Linked DNA regions of Mus musculus: region 2 is linked to region 1. A link is a contact called in public promoter capture Hi-C data. All regions are on one chromosome and are shown on one strand. The core of a region is the stretch at or near the end of the contact, and the rest is flanking DNA. Distances in the headings are between cores, read along the strand shown. Region 1 holds the start of Gcgr (glucagon receptor). Region 2 holds the start of Dus1l (dihydrouridine synthase 1-like (S. cerevisiae)).

Region 1 (2,729 bases), core at 149-2,648:
ACAGTAGACCAGGGACCCTACCCTCTTCCCGTCTTGAACTAGGCTGCTGAAATCTGACTCTCAGTGAGACCCAACTGTAGGTGAAATACGGAAGATGCAAGTCTGAATCCCTAAGATGCTTGCCTGTCTTGCCTTTAGATCAATCAATCCCCCTTCTTCAGAGCACATATCTGGCACACCAGCCACTCGGACTGGCATTGTCCCATGCCACCACCACACCAGCCACTCGGACTGGCATTGTCCCATGCCACCACCGCTTCCAGCAAGCTCCAACAGGACAAAGGACACGTGGGTGTTTGCAGTGTGGTTACCGATTTTCTCTGCAGGTGGCGGAGGGTGTTAGATGGATGGCCCAGTGGCCAAAGGGAGGCATCGAGGGAAGGTGGGGGGGGGATCCTCTTGGTTCCTTAGAAGCCAAAGTAGCAACGTTTTTGATCTTAGGAATCCCCAGAGATATCAACTGGAAGGGTGTTTTTGTCAAAACAGAGAAACTAGACCAGGTCATAGTCCTATGGCAGGGACAGGATCAGGGGCCACAGGCTGTGACAAAGCCTAGTTCTCCAGTCCTCCCCTGAAAAGGGGCGGAGATACCCACGGGCTCGGGTGAGCTCAGATTCCCCCTTCTATGTCTCCAAGACAGAAGAACAGCAAAATATGCCTGGTCTAACCTCGAAGGATGCGAGAGCTAAGAGGTAAGGGATCAGTCGGTTTGCGACAGAAAACTTCGCGGGTCTGAAGTGGGAAGGTGGTCTCTGGGGAGCAATGACCTGAGCTTGCAGGGGAAAAAAAACCCTCAGTGCACGGTGCCTACACATCTAACCCGCAAGACTGAGACACTGCTAGGAAGTTCTGGAGATCAGGGACACATAGGAAGGGGAAGCGAATCCATCTGAAGGGGATGAGCGAGCCTTTGGAGTGTGAGAAGCTGGAAGCTGGAGTGTGTTGGGCGTTCAATGGGGCAGCAGGATCCACGTCTGCACCCACCCTCTCCCACCTTCCTGGATTGCGCTCCCAGAAAATAGAAAGGAGAAGTTGAGACCCCTAACCTGCAGGAGACGGTTGGGAATCAGGTGGCCCTAACCGTGACAGTAGGACACATTTCCCGTTTTGAATAAGGTGTTAGACCGGGACGAGAACCGCGACTCCCAAAACCCCAGGGACAGCTGGCTTACGTCCAGGCCCGAGGGCCAGCTCCCCGCTCCCCTCTTCTGTGCGCCCAGGTCACGCTCGTGCTCCAGCACCCCACAGACAGCCTGAGACCATCCCCTCGGGGCCCGACCCTAGTGCTCACTGTGCTCAGTCGCCGGGGCTAGGGCTGCGCTCCTCGCGGTCCTCGAGCGTACTCGGATCTGGGCGCCGGCGACTGCTCGCCTCGGCCGCGCTGTGATCGGGGTCGGCGCCAGCTCCGCGCCAGCCGCTCGCAAACTTTCCAGCGGCGACGCTGGGCGGCGGCGAAGGGGGAGGGGTGGGGGCGGGAGCGGCCCGCGGGGGAGGGGGAGAGATGAGGGTCCGCGCCCGCGCCTTAGTGCAGCGGACCTGCAGCGAGCTCTCAGACCCTCTCGGTGTAACCCCGAGTATATCTCCTGGGCTGAGCTTGCCTGGCAGGTCTGCATCCCGCGTTCTCCCTTTCCCTCCCCTCTGGCACACAGGAGCAGGCCCTGACCTGGATCCGACCCTACGGGTCCCTTCCGAGAACCCTCACCAGGTGTACCGTAACCCTGAGGATCCAACCTTGCGCACCCTGGACTTCAGAGAGCCTCCACGGGTGAATCCTGACCTGGCAGGTGCGAATCCTGATGGGTCTGAGTTCTCCAAGGGAACAATAAGTGACTCAGCGCGCCCCTTTCTCTTTCAATGTCCACTGTCCTGGGGTCTCATCATTGCGTTCAGGTTTGCAGTCTTGATTTTCTAGAAGGACTAAGTCCCTTACTTAACCACATCTGGCTCCTGGCTGGAAGGTTGCAGCTGCCACACATGCACCATGGGTGGGAGAGGTCAGGATACATGGGCCGCTCTGCAGATTTCAGACAAGGTGATCCGCTAAGAGTGCCTCTTAAACCCTTTCCAGGTTACATGCCCTGTGGGCCTCAGGGACTCCTGTCCAATAAGCCCTCAAGCAACACCACTCATTTGACAATCCACTAATTTGGCCATATTCTCAGTCGGCACAGACCTTTTTTAGATACCTCCTTTTCTGGAGTCAAAGGTTCTGAGCCACAAGCCTGCCTTTCGCTCCTAGACTCAGCCCTGGAGAGGACTTTCTCCACTGCCCGCCCCCCCATTTGAGCCCTTGAGCCACCTTTTGTTGCCTCATCTCCCCTCCTGCCCAGTAACCTCGGGATCAGAAACTCCCTTGGGTGTTTTTGGGCTTCCACTTCTCTGGCTTCTCCACATCCTGTAAGAGGGTCATGTTGCTTTCTAGAAAGTTCTCCCTGTAACTGTGGCTTTCAGAATGGGTACTCACAACCTCCCTCCCCATTTCCAGCCCCCAGACCAGTCCTCTGCGGCCCAAGTCTCCTATGTCTGTGTCCTCTCCTCCACCTCATACCTGCAGATCATCTAGTAAAGAGCCGAGGCCCCTCTAGGGAATCCAGTCCAGCACCAGTCTCTCTCATCTGGAACACATGTGGTTTCTTCTCTGTCACCCACCGCCCTTCCTCAGAACTCCCATGGGCCTTGGGTCAGTTCCTTGTTCAGTTGTTGTCCTTCTCCAGGACTCCATGTCTATT
Region 2 (2,729 bases), core at 75-2,574, 270 kb before region 1:
TTGGAAACCATAAGACTATAGTTACAGACAGTTGTAAGCTGCCTTGTGGGTGTTGGGAACTGACCTCAGGACCTCTGGAAGAGCAACTAGTACTCTTAACCTCAGAGCCATCTCTCCTGCCCCTCTTATTTACTTTATTTATTTTTTATTTTATTTTTCGAGATAAGGTTTCTTTGTGTAGCCCTGGCTATCCTGAATTAGCTCTGATCTAAATCAGGCTGGCCTCCAACTCACAGAGCTGCTCCTGCCTCTGCCTCCTGAGTGCTGGGATCAAAGGTGTGGTGTCACCACCCAGCTTCCTGTCATTTCCTTACAAGGCAGAAAATTAAAGTATCATAAATGGCTTGAGTAATGCATATATATTACATTATATCATTATACCGTTATACATGTATCATTATACATACATATATCATTATAAAGTATGTATCAGCAATTGTTCCAAGGCTGGAGAGCAGGACTCAATGGTTTGTGGAGTTGGAAGTCTGACCACAGAGGGAAAGGCTGGAAGCATGTGAGTTGCACGATACAAACTCTGGATTCTGAAAACTCGAGGTGCATGGAAGCAGTGTAGAAGGATTAAAGAGTGGTCAAACAACTCAGACATGGCGGTTCAGGCCTTGAATTCTGTGTTGGGAGGCAGAGTCTGGTAGATCTCTCTCAGTGAAATACATCACTACTATTAAAACAGTAACAGTTTACGGCCATAGTTTGGTTTCCTGTTTAAAATACCCTGACAAAAAGAACTTAGGAGAGAACTTTTTTTATTTTTGTTTTTGAGAGCTGGGGAGGGTTTCTCTGTATAGCCCTGGCTGTCCTGGAACTCACTCTGTAGACCGGGCTGGCCTCGAACTCAGAAATCTGCCAGGCCTCTGCCTCCTAAGTGCTGGGATTAAAGGCATGAGCCACCACTGCCCGGCCCCATATCTCTTTATGCATGTTCCTTCCCTCTAGCAAGCGACTCATTACTCGACAAAGGCCTGGCCTGCTGTAGCCTTTTCTACCCAGGATCTGAAGTAATAATTCTTTATCTCGTTTCCTATTGTGGTGGTGTACTAAATTTACGTCTTGTGTCTGCAGAACCAAGGGCTGCTCCTGGATTGCGGAGGTGGGTTGGGGGATAGAGGTGGGAGGAAAGGCCTCCGAGTGCCAATTGTCTGGAAGGGACAGCGTGACCCCGGGCATGCGCAGTCTGTTCTTGCTCAACTCTCTCGTTTCCACAAGGCCGGTCCCTTCAGCGCTGAGCTGCAGTTTCCGAGGACTTTATTTTTTGCTGCACCGCAGACGGTGCGGAGCGCCTGGCAGTACGCTTCCGGCTCCGGCACTTCCGGCGGCGTTGCGCTGAGTCTGAGCCACGGCGCTTGGCGGCTCCCGCCGCCTTCGTGCGGGTCCTGCTGGCGGCGCCGCGGGTCAGGCAGAGGCTACGGGGCCTTGTGTGCCCCTTTCTTTGGAGCGTGCCCGCAGTCACAGACCTTCATCGAGCCCTGGCCAACTCCGACGGTGCGGGAAGTAGTCCTAGTTCAAGCCCCGTGGACGTCCGGTGGCGGTCTCGGGCCCCAGCCAGCCCAGGGGTTAGGTAGGGGCAGCTCAGGGGGCTCTGGGCCCGACCAGGAAAGGAGCCGTGGAGGCTGACGTGCTCGCTACTCTCCCAACCCAAGATCCGAGGCGGCGTCAGGCCTCGTGCAGCCGGGTGGTCTCAGCTGTGCAGGTCCCACAGACCTGTTCATCCTCCACACCCGCTGCACCAGGCTGGCGTTTAAGGGGAGAAGGTCCAGAGAGGGTGAGTGGTATGTCAGGGTCACTGCCAGAAAGGTGGAGGGAGGGCACCTCAACCCTGTGCCTACGGATACCTCTCTTGTTTTCACCGTGTTCTTGGGAGAGCCGACAGCAAAAGCTGACGAGAGCGGTCAGCTCCTGGAGTTGAACTTCGTACCCTCCTGGGGTATGATGGTATACCATGGCTGAAATGAGCGCTTGTTCCTCTTCTGCCCTTAGTGTGGAGAGGATGCCCAAACTGCAGGGTTTTGAGTTTTGGAGCCGCACCTTGGGGGGTGCCCGACATGTGGTGGCACCCATGGTGGACCAGAGTGAGCTAGCTTGGAGACTTCTGAGCCGCCGCCATGGAGCCCAGCTATGCTACACCCCTATGCTACATGCCCAGGTCTTCGTTAGAGATGCTAACTACCGCAAAGAGAACTTGTATTGTGATGTGTGCCCCGAGGACAGGCCTCTCATTGTGCAGGTGAGCTGAGGGACTGGGTAGCACCTAAGCTCCAGACCCTGTATATAAGGACAGCATTCCCAAGCTGTCCCTGTCATATACATATAACCCAGGAGAAGGGTCGGGGTCCCTGAAGTCCTGCATGACACATGCTGCTGAGTGGGCATCCCCAGAACTGGGAACTAGCCAGAGTCCCGGTGAAGGGGCAGCTTGGAGGACGTGAGGAGTGTAGCACCAGTGTCACCTTGATCCTTCTCCGTCTCAGTACCCTCCTGTCGAGAACCAACAGTTCTTTACAAGTCTGTGCCAGTGGCTTCTGTTACATGTCATTATAGCTCATATTCCTAGTGGTTGTCATATTGTCAATGTCGGTGGAAAGACCATAGCTCACTGAGTCACCATGGGATTCCTCACAGGGCTGGGTGGCCTAGGCAGGGAGAGTCCTAGGCCTGGGCTGACCGAGGGTGGCATTCGTGTCTTCTTCAGTTCTGTGCCAATGACCCAGAGG

Evidence for each region. Capture Hi-C pulls out chosen DNA fragments and counts their contacts.
Region 2: a contact with region 1 is called in a promoter capture Hi-C map of pancreatic islet. The contact joins the promoter of Dus1l here to the promoter of Gcgr in region 1. A contact is called at or near these places in 18 of 39 promoter capture datasets (the 3T3-L1 cell line, the C10 cell line, the SN4741 cell line and 10 more), 2 of 15 datasets of contacts at CTCF or cohesin (the NIH/3T3 cell line and pro-B cells), 14 of 484 Hi-C or Micro-C datasets (B cells, the G1E-ER4 cell line, brown adipocytes and 7 more), 25 of 115 datasets of contacts at active chromatin or transcription factors (the SCID.adh cell line, VIP interneurons, acute myeloid leukemia and 15 more) and 4 of 9 other capture datasets (adipose tissue, embryonic stem cells, liver and 1 more).

What each region holds. Positions count from the first base shown.
Region 1 is chr11:120,529,396-120,532,124 of GRCm38.p6, reverse strand. Gcgr (glucagon receptor) reads right to left here and starts at 1,398. Exons shown (of 14, transcript NM_008101.2): 1 at 1,292-1,398.
Region 2 is chr11:120,794,990-120,797,718 of GRCm38.p6, reverse strand. Dus1l (dihydrouridine synthase 1-like (S. cerevisiae)) reads left to right here and starts at 1,324. Exons shown (of 14, transcript NM_026824.4): 1 at 1,324-1,576; 2 at 1,996-2,242; 3 at 2,708-2,729. The coding sequence starts at 2,006.